Linked DNA regions of Muntiacus reevesi: region 2 is linked to region 1. Evidence: chromatin contacts called from public Hi-C data. All regions are on one chromosome and are shown on one strand. The core of a region is the stretch at or near the end of the contact, and the rest is flanking DNA. Distances in the headings are between cores, read along the strand shown. Region 1 holds the start of LPP (LIM domain containing preferred translocation partner in lipoma). Region 2 holds the start of BCL6 (BCL6 transcription repressor).

Region 1 (4,923 bases), core at 1,256-3,755:
TATCAGTGGTAAGATACACTGTTATCAACTTAGGACAAAGATCTACTCAACTATGACACATCTGTGACTATAAGACAACCCAATGTCACTGATATAGAATGTGAAAAAGTGTATTTTTCTGATGAAATACAAGTTCTCTGTCTCAATAAAATAAAGAATCTGCCATAAAATTTTCACATTTGCCAATGGCATATAGTAAGTAGTAGTATGTATGGAGTAAATGAGCAAACACTCACTGATAATTCTTAGGCCAGATTATTGCTTCTCTCACTGGAATGGGCGGCAGAGGATTACCCAGTGCCAATTCCTCCCCTCTTGCTCATGTCCCAGCCTGCTCAAAACCCTGAAATGATGACTTTAAGTCATATCCATGCCTGGCATTTTTAAGGACCTTCATAATGAAGCCTCCTCTCCCATCAACCACTGTCTGGAACTGACTGTTCACTGGAATATGTCCCTTCAAGAAGGGTTCTACCCTGTCAGTCCCGATCATAGTAACCAGCTCAATAGCAGTTTCTCCTCCTGCGAATCCTCAAAGCCAGGTCCAGGCCCACCCACTGTGTAGGTGGAGCATGATCCTGGGGGGCTGCCTGACCCAAGGGCTCCAGGTTTGCACCCTCACTACTCAGACAGCTAACCCCAACTACTTATTTTTTACCTAGAATCTATATTCTAGGTTTTAAAGCCTGGGTGCTGAGGTTGGGAGACTGCCTTGCAACCTTTTGACGGACCCTGGTACAGACAAAGACCCTGAAGGAAGAAGGCTGGTCATGGGATACAAAGAACCCTACCGGGAGTTCTGGCCTTCCACCAGCTACCAAAATTTACTGTAGACTTTAGAACTGGCACCCACCTTCTCTGGGCCTTTATTTATGTTTCCCTATCTGTAACAGCAAGGAGGGTGAGGAAGGAGGGGAGGGGAGCTGGAGGGAAGAGGCTTTTAGCTGCTTTTTCTCTTTCCACTTAAAGGCTGTCTTAAAATGCTCTTGTTCAAATGTTCAGAGGTAGGCCATTAAGTCACTAACACTTCAGTGAGAATGAGGTTTATTGGGAAGCAAGCAATTTAGAAAGGGGGGTAGGAGACAGAAAGATAGAGGGGATTGGATACAAAGTTAAATGAGTCTGGTACTAGAAAAGAAGCTCAAAGGCTAAAGTAAATGTTTGCATTTTGTGTTCAGGGTGAGCAGGCAGTGGATCACTGAGAAGGGAAGGGAAGCCAGAAACATCCTTCAGCTCCCCCAGCACCCCAAAGTCCCAAAGACACCCCTCTGTCCAAGTGCACTCAAGCACAGTTCCACTGATTACCCCATCTTAGGTACCCTCGCTGCCCCACCCCGTGCCCCCAGCACAGTAAGTTACCGTTCATCTCCACTGTCCACACTTGAGTCTTCCCTGCCTCTGCAGGTCCCAACGACACATGCCCTCGTTCCTTGTCCCCTAGTCTCTGACTTCAGAAAACCGCCCCCATCCTTCAAAAGCCTCCGAGCCCTCGTGAAGGACCAGGAGATCAAACTCCAGTCTCCGAGCCCCGCCCCGCGCCCTTACCCAGGACTTAGCACCTTCTGCCTGGGGTCAGGTTTGGGTCTTCGGTTGACTGAACGCTTCCTGAGGGCAGAGTCTGGGCCCTACACGCCTCTGGACCCAATAACCCAGCACAGGGGGGCACACAGTGAGTGCTGGAGAACTGCTTGGAGCAAAGGAACCAGGAGTCGGGAGCCATTGATTTTAGTTACGGCTCTGCCTCTAGTGAGCGACTTTGGGGAGACTCAGCTCTCTAGGCCTCAGTTGCCCCAGCTGGGAAATGGGGGAACTTGATGCCTGGGTTCCTAGGCCCCTTCCCCAGTGACAACTGTGATTCCGCGAAAGCGCAGAGCTGCTGGGTGTGGCCCCGCCCCCTGGGAGTCCTGAAAAGCCCGGGCAGGGGGCGCGCAGGGAAGGCCTCCAAGCCCGCCCAGCCCCCGGTCGAGGCTTCCCCAAAATCTCGGGGTCCCCCTCCCCCACGCGTGCACCCCGTGATCGCGCCGCGGCCGGCACTTCCGCACCGCGGGCCCTGCGGCCCGGGCCGGGCGCGCACTCGGTGCCCTGCGCCCGGCTGTCCTGCCACCCCGGAGGCGCTCGCGCCGGGGAGGGCTGGGGGTTCCCGAGGCGCCCGCGGGCGGAGGGTGAGGGGAAGGAAGGAGGATTTGCAACAATACCTCGGGGAGGAGGCGGCCGGGGCAGCGGCGGCGGCGGCGGCGGCTGGAGGCGGAGGCAGCGGCGAAGGAGGAGGTGCCCGGGCACTCCCCCTCCCATTGTCCCCAACCCCGGCCAGGCCCGGCCCCGCGCCCCGCACCGCGCCCCGCGCCCGGGGCTGCGCAGCCAGCCCTTACCTTGCAGCGGCCGGCTGTCCCCCGCTCGCTAAAGCTACTTATCCCGGGAAAGCTCGCGCGGGGCCCGGGAGCGAACCCACAGACAAAAAGTGAAACTTCGGCAAGGCTGGAGCGGCTGCTGGTTGGTGCCTTTCCCCCTCCTTCCTCCCGCCGTCCCCACCCCCTCCCCTCGGTCTCCCGTGCGGTGCCCTGAGAGCTGGAGGCTGACGTCAGGGGCCTGAATTCCTGACTTTGCCTGCACGCATTTGTCCATGTAAGGTATGGGAAGGCGGGTGCCCGCGGGGCCGCCGCGCTCGCCGCCGGGGGAGGGGGCGCCCGGCCCCCGAGGTGGGTGCACCGAGGGCGGTGGATTTCCTGGGAGGAAGAGAAGACGACGCCGGGAACGCGGGGAGCTTGCCGGGGGAGGAAGGGAAAGAGGGAGGTGTGGAGCCTTTGCCTGCCCTGGAGGAAGAGGAAGGAGACGTGGAAGGAGGAAGCGGCCGGGGCGAAGGGGCTACTGAAAAAAAAAAATGAGGGAACCTGCGTCCACTGTTAGGGCGCCAGACTAGGGGGTTGAGTCTGGGTAGACGAGCTCTGCCGTGGAATCCCCCTGCAAGATCTTGCTCGTGAGCCCCGCCCCGGATTCCCAGCAAGGTTCAAACGTCCTGGATGTCGGAACTGGCCCCGACCAACTTCCAGCCCGTCCACTTCACACGGGAAATCTGAAGCTCTCGGAAGAGAAACGACTCGTACAAGGTCATGCCCGCCACGGATCCCGGCGCGGGAGCCGGATGCTCAGTCTCCCAGCTATGTTCCTGTCTGCAGGCAGGGGCCCGACTCCCTCCTTCCCGCGGACCAGTCAGCGGGGCTGGATGTCAGAGGGCAACGCGGACCCCCCTGGGAAGAGATTCGGAGCTTCCCCGGGGCCCCTGCGCGGTCAGTTCCTGGAAGGTTCTGATTGCCAGTGAGCCCTGCATAGCCACGCTGATCAGTTGCTTCAAGGCAACTCCCTCCATCCAGTGCTCAAATAAACGAACCCCTGGAATCTACTTCACAGCCCTATCCAGAAACCCAGACCTTGTGCTTATAGCTTCAAAAAATAAATAAATAAATAAATCTACGAATTGGGTGAATGAGTTGAATAAAGGCAAGACTGTTCTTGGAAGGTTTGTGTAGGACTTTTTCTCTGGTTATTTGTAAATGTGAGCACCATGCGAGGGGGCTATAATGTGCGTCAGCCATTGCCTGGAAGGCACGCCGAGGCTGCAGACTCCTTTCCTTATACTTCTGTCCTGCTTCCTGATGTCTAAACTAATCATTCCTCACTCCAGCACATCGTAAAAGCACTTTCTCCCAGGTTTATAAGATCTTCATAAAACAAATTGTAGTCCGTCACTGACGTTTGAGGTAAAAAGTCAGGCAAAATAACTTACCCAACCCAGAAACAGCAAGCAGTTTAAACCCACCTCTGGTGTCAAGGTCACCTGACTGGTCCCATGATTTTTCCACCAAAGGAGGAGGCCCTGATCTCCTAATTCATATTAATAAATGTTGAGAGTACACCATGAGTTACTAATTCATGAAATCTCCAAAACTTGGTTCTTTTGAGATTTGGTGTGACTTTTTTTTTCTTAACCAAGAATTAAACAAATGCAGAAACATATTTTTGCACTTAACCATTTATCAGGCATATTCTTTGTGCAAAGTCTTTGACTTCACACATTTCTGTTCTAAATTAATCTCTCAATTTCTCATCTATTCATACAAAAAATATGAAAATAGAGAAATTCAATAATTAAATATTTTTCTCTTTGCAACTGGTATAGTTTGAAATCGCAAATGTGAGCTCCTAAAGACATTTTGTTCTGGGGCTTAAAAAGATTATTCTCTTACACCACAATTCACTTCTTCTATGCTCAGCATTTCAGCAAACCCACATTCTAAGTGGTACTGTTTAATATGAAAAACTCTTGGTATCACACAAAGTAAGAATGGATTCACCCATTCCCCATTGGATATAACGGCACTTGACCAGCATTTTTTTTTTCTTCCCCAGTAACCCACTTATAAAGAATAATAGGGTTCTAATGAGGATTAATAAGATTTAATAAGGTATAATTAGAGCCATTCATTTCCTTCATCATATACATTGTAAGAGTGCTGTGTTAGATCCAGAAATGCTCCTAATTATGTTGAAACTGTTGTATGAGTGTGTTAGGGAAGACCACTGTGTCACCCCTCCTGAAATATTTATGAAATGCTCAGGTGGGCCTGGTGTTAGCACAAGTATTGTATAAAGTTAATCACAAAGGATAATTTCTACTCAGGAGGCACTCACCAGGAGTGTAAGAGGCAAAGTCATAAATTGGATGCTTGGCGAACCGCGTGCAGTCTTGTCATCAGTGCAAACTCAAATCAAAAGCCTCATTTTCGTGTGCCGATCTGATTTCTTTTGTATTCACACTTCTCTCAACAACCCTATTAAAACCTGCTGCGTGCAGGGACTTGGGAAAGAAGGGAAGGCTGTGTAAAGCTACAGACACAATTCTAGAGAAATAGAGGATGAATTCAGAGA
Region 2 (4,923 bases), core at 1,577-4,076, 380 kb after region 1:
TACTTTTAAAATATTTTCAATAATTTTTTTTTTCTTTTAACATCTCCTGGTTAATTTCTTTCAATTTGGGGGCGAGGGGTAAGTATTAGAAATGTGGGACTCTGGCACTTGGCCCCAGAAAGGGTCTGAGGACCCTGGTGGTGGGATTAATTATCTATAAACCAGGCCTGGTGGGGTCTTCCTTCAAGGATTTCTCGCAGAGAATCAAGAGGGCTGAGGCACTAGGAGGGTGAATTCATTCCCAGCCCCCACTCTGGTTGGTTCTACGGCTAGAGAGAGCAGATCTCCCTCTGCTCTGCAGCGCCCCCACGGGGCCAAGATTGGAATGGCAACAGAACGCGAGAGGGACAGGCTGTTTAAAGTGGTGGTGGGGAGGAACCCATGAGGCTGGATAGCAACTTTGACAAGAAAAGGGACCCCACATCACAAAAGTTATCACAATGCAGAATCAGTAGCAGGGCAGAACCACACAATTCACATTCCAAACCACACAGATACACCTGAGAAACATACTCATAAAAAATACAAAAATTATCACCCATAGAAATACACAAAGACGATCGCTTCAGCAAAATCGGTGTCATTTAGAATCCGGTGGGATTCCTTTCAAACTCTTTGGAAATCAGGGGGAAGGGGACAATTTAAAAAACAAAATGAATCTGCACTTAACGATAACGTGTGTCTTCGGGGGTAAAATGTTCATTTCGACAACGGTGACAGGATTAGGCCTATGTATATTTTTCAAAAATCCTTCACAAGACAGGCTTTTCTGCAGAAGCTGCAGTAATCCATCTGTCAATAAGTATTAAAATATTCAGATTTCAAAAGGACAGACACACTTAGGCATTTTTCCTAAGCTCCAGCCCTTGTGGAAAATAATAGACCCCTTTGGATCTCTCCTGGTTCTAAAAACTCCCACACGGCCTTTTCAAAAGGGGGGCTGCGCTGACATTTTCAGCAACAGATCTAAACTTCTTACAGACTTCTGGGAAACAGATCCCCAAATATCCAGGAAACAGTCAGTAATCTCTCTGCTCACTTCTCCACTATAAACCCAAATCTGGAGGTAGATTATTTGGGGAGATATCTTTATTGAAAATTAACATGTGCAGAAATTTTGTGGAACCTTTAAGAACTCGTCTGTAATTTAATGAGTCCCTCCTGAAGGACTTTCATAGCCAAGCTCAGAACAGCCTGACCTTTGAAAGCTGCTTCTGGTCCAAACATTTTGGTTAATACTTGAGAATCTGAAATATTATTTTCCCCTCACACCCTTCTTTTAAGAGAGAGACATAAAAGAAACAAGAGTCTCCCTCATTCAGGGATGAGTAGGAGGGAAAAAACCCAACCAACATTTAAATAGGGAAACTGGCAGTTCTGAATAAACAAACCAAGGCCCACAGTGAAATGATTCTGCACTGCATTTGCTTTAAAAAGAAAGGAAGGAAGAAAGAAAGAAAGATTTCCCCCCTTTTCCTCTCCTCCTAACTCAGCTCTAAAGCTAAGAGGAGTGTGCTGCGTGAAGCGCGTTGTAGTTGTAGCACAGTCTGTTTTAAATCCACGCAGTATCTGTGATACTGCATCGCAGGCCTTTAGAATTCCCTCCGGCTGGTCTCTTTAAACACAGACAGGAGAGATTTTTAACAACGACCTTGAAACGAGCTGGGAGGGAGCGGGGGGAACCAAGACCTAAAGAAAAAGCAAAACACAAACATGATTTGGCTCACAGAATTTTGTAGAACACACGCGTACGCGTACACATACACACACGTTTCTTGCAGCAAGAATTTTCCTAAGAGTCAACAATAACAGAAAGAGTAAACCCACCACTTGCTGTCCTGGAAAGAAACAAACCCAAACAAATCCTTTGAACATTTCTCTCAAGTGCAGGAGAGCCGTTCTCTCAGTAAAAGTCCAAGGGGAAAAGGAAAATTTAAAACCCTCCCCCGCCCCCCCGAAAAAAGTGGGGGTTGGAATTGTTACATACGACCAAAAATTCAAGCTTCTTTCTACACTATCAGTATTAAAATAACACGTCTTCCTTAATTCGCTTGAGAGATTTCGTAGGGGTAAAACAAAACAAAATCCAACCGATGCGGGATCCTACGATTTACGTAACATCACAAAGTTGCAAAAGGCAAAAATTAGAAGCAAAAATACGAAAACCATCATAATACAACCACCCCAAATCCCAAACCACCACACCAACAAAGAAAAAAAAAAAAATCCCAAACTGTCCCAAATAAAAATAAAGCAAATGAACCCACCGAAAACTGCTTGGCAAATATTTTTCTCGTGGTGCCTAATATTCTAGCTGGAAAGAGCTGTGGTGTTTATTGTTTTTTTGCTCTTACTCGCCCCGAAACCTACTATATATAACAGACTTTTCCCAAAGGTTCGAACCTCTCGCTTCCTTTTGTGTTTTGAGCTCGGAGGAGCTGAGTTTATGGGGAAGAGAGGAGAAATGAGCCCCAGACCCCGGGAAAGCGAAGCGCACTCCCCTTCTTATGTCACCGAATAGCAAATTAGTTCTCAGAATTCCAGAGGCCGAGCTTTGCTACAGCGAAGACGCCGACGTCACAGAGGGGGCGCCCACGTGACGGTGGCGGAGCAGGCTGTACCACCGACCGGGGGCCGGGGAGGGAGGGCCACCGTCCGGCCCCTCGACCCTCGCGCCGAAACCTCCAAACCCGAGACGTCCAGCCTGTGAGGACCCCGAAACCTGCCTGACAGTGAGAAAATATTTTGGCTTGGAGGGCTTTTTATGGCCCGGAGGAGGCAAAAGTCGCAGAGAGCTGACACCGAGTCCTCCCCTGCCACGTAGCAGTGGTAAAGTCCCCAGCTCAAATTCCGAGAATTGAGCTCTGTTGATTCTTAGAACTGGGGTTCTTAGAAGTGGTGATGCAAGAAGTTTCTAGGAAAGGCCGGACACCAGGTGATTATTGCTGTTGCTGCCGCCGCTGCTGCTGCCGCCGCCGCTGTTGCCGCTGGTGCCGCTGCCGCCGCCGCTGCTCATGATCATTATTTTACCTTTTAATTCTTTTTTTCTGCTCTTGCCAAATGCTTTGGCTCCAAGTTTCCTATGTGTATCTATTGATGTAAATGTATATATTTATTTATTGTAGCTGTCAGGTGTTAAAATAAATGCCGAAGATTAGTCCCACGTCTCTCCCACTCTAGGATGTAGATTTTTATATTTTTATTATTTTATTCTTGTTGTCTTTGAGTGAATTGGCCGGTTTGGGGAGGCTTTTGCCACCCTCCCTTGTGTTGTTTTGGTTTTTGAGGAGGAGGTGGAGGAGAGGAAGGAGGGGAATTAGGGGGCGGCCGGAGCAGAAAGGACGAGACAGTGCTTGGGGGGTGATTCGGGCAAGTCTGGGGGCTGTCTGGCCCCAGACGGCGGAGAGGACGCGCGCTCGCGCTCTCGCTCTTTATGCTGCTGCTTGCGTACGGCTTGTGATCTCGCTGGATTCGTGCGGCTGTGTTTTCTTCCCTCTTTTCTCGCTTGCAAACTGCCTTCCTTGCTCCCTCGCTCCAGCCTCGCCTTCCCTCCCTCCCTCTTCTTTCCCTCGCCTCTCCTTCCTTCCCCTCTCCCGTCCTTCTTGGTCACTCCGGGAGGCGAGGAGGGAGGCTGCCCTTTCGCTCGCCCCGCTGGCTCCCTTCCACCGGCCTCGGTCCTCTAGATTCCCCACCCCCACCTCCAAGCCGAGATTTTGGAGGAGAAATGCAAGCGAACTCCTCGTGGTTATTTATTTTTTTTCCCTTCATAAACCCAGATGAAGTATGGGTTCTACTGTTTCCTTTCTGAGCCGCGATCTTCCTAACGAGATCCGAGCGTTTTGGTGTCCCCTTCCCCTGCGTTTTGGGGGAGGTTTAGCTTGCCTGGGGGCGGGGATGTTGAATAGTTTGGAAATTATTCTTTCTTGGTTGCAGTCTAGGGAGTCGGGAACCCCCGCGCGCTCCCTCTCCCGGTCCTGGGGAGAGAGGCTTGGGGCGGGATGGGGATTTGGGGGTGGGGGTGGGAAAGGGGTGCGCGTTTGCACCTGCGGTGCTGTTCGGAGTGCGGGGACTCCGGGAACCTTCGCAGGACGGCCCAGCCAAGCGGGAAGGTGGCGGGATTTCTGGCGGTCGCGGTGTTTGTATTTTGGGCGCTGCGTGACTCGGTGTTAGCTCCCAATGGCTGTTTCCCCGCTTTCCTAAATTTTAATTTTTCCCATGGTGCAAGCTTTGTGAAAACAAACAAAACCAAAACTGCGGGTCGGAGAGTAGCGGCGTCAGGCATCAGATTCCCGAGGTCCTTGCACAGGGCAAGGGAAAAAGCAAACAGCCCCAGCCCGCGTTCCTACGTGCAAGACCCGGGAGGAGAGAAGGGCACTTTGTGGCCCTGGCTGGGGGACCTGGCGCGGGAGGAGGGGGCGCGGGCGCGAAGGGGAGATCTTTGTGAGTGATTTTGCAGAAATGGATTGCGAGGCTGGTCGGATTTGCAACCTGTAGCTCTCCTCGAGGGAGTAGGAATGGGGGAAGGCGCGGCGGCGGCGGCCGGGGGCGGGAGCCGGTAGGGAGTCGGAGCCTCGGAAATCGGCTGCGCTGGGGAGCCGCGGGAGCGAGGGGGCCACTCCGCTGCCGGATGTAGTGACCGTGGTAAATGTCTTGAGAACTGTAGATTGCGTTGCCGTTATGCTGCCGTGTTATTGGAACTCTGGCCAAAAATGGAACTCGTGTTGCAATAATTGAGTTTTAAAAGCTATCCCATGGAAAAGAAGTACACAATCCTACAAATTAAAAAAAAGAGAGAGAAAAAAAAAAAAGCTTGAAAAAGATCCTGTTTATGTTGTACCCTTTCTCGAAAGGTTTGTCTTGGTGGTGGGGGTCCTGACAGCTGAGCCGAAGGAATGGCCCCAAACTGGGCGCTCAAAGTCGAGA

The links. A called contact is a pair of places that touch in the nucleus more often than the background predicts.
Region 2: a contact with region 1 is called in a Hi-C map of muscle, with 6 times the contacts expected there. The contact joins the promoter of BCL6 here to the promoter of LPP in region 1. A contact is called at or near these places in 2 of 3 Hi-C or Micro-C datasets (blood and muscle).

Annotation. Positions count from the first base shown.
Region 1 is chr8:57,257,653-57,262,575 of mMunRee1.1, forward strand. LPP (LIM domain containing preferred translocation partner in lipoma) reads right to left here and starts at 2,506. Exons shown (of 13, transcript XM_065943114.1): 1 at 2,370-2,506.
Region 2 is chr8:57,639,428-57,644,350 of mMunRee1.1, forward strand. It overlaps BCL6 (BCL6 transcription repressor), which reads left to right and starts at 2,827. Exons shown (of 10, transcript XM_065942964.1): 1 at 2,827-2,935. LOC136173386 (a long non-coding RNA gene) reads right to left here and starts at 2,700. Exons shown (of 3, transcript XR_010664213.1): 1 at 2,268-2,700; 2 at 1-1,689.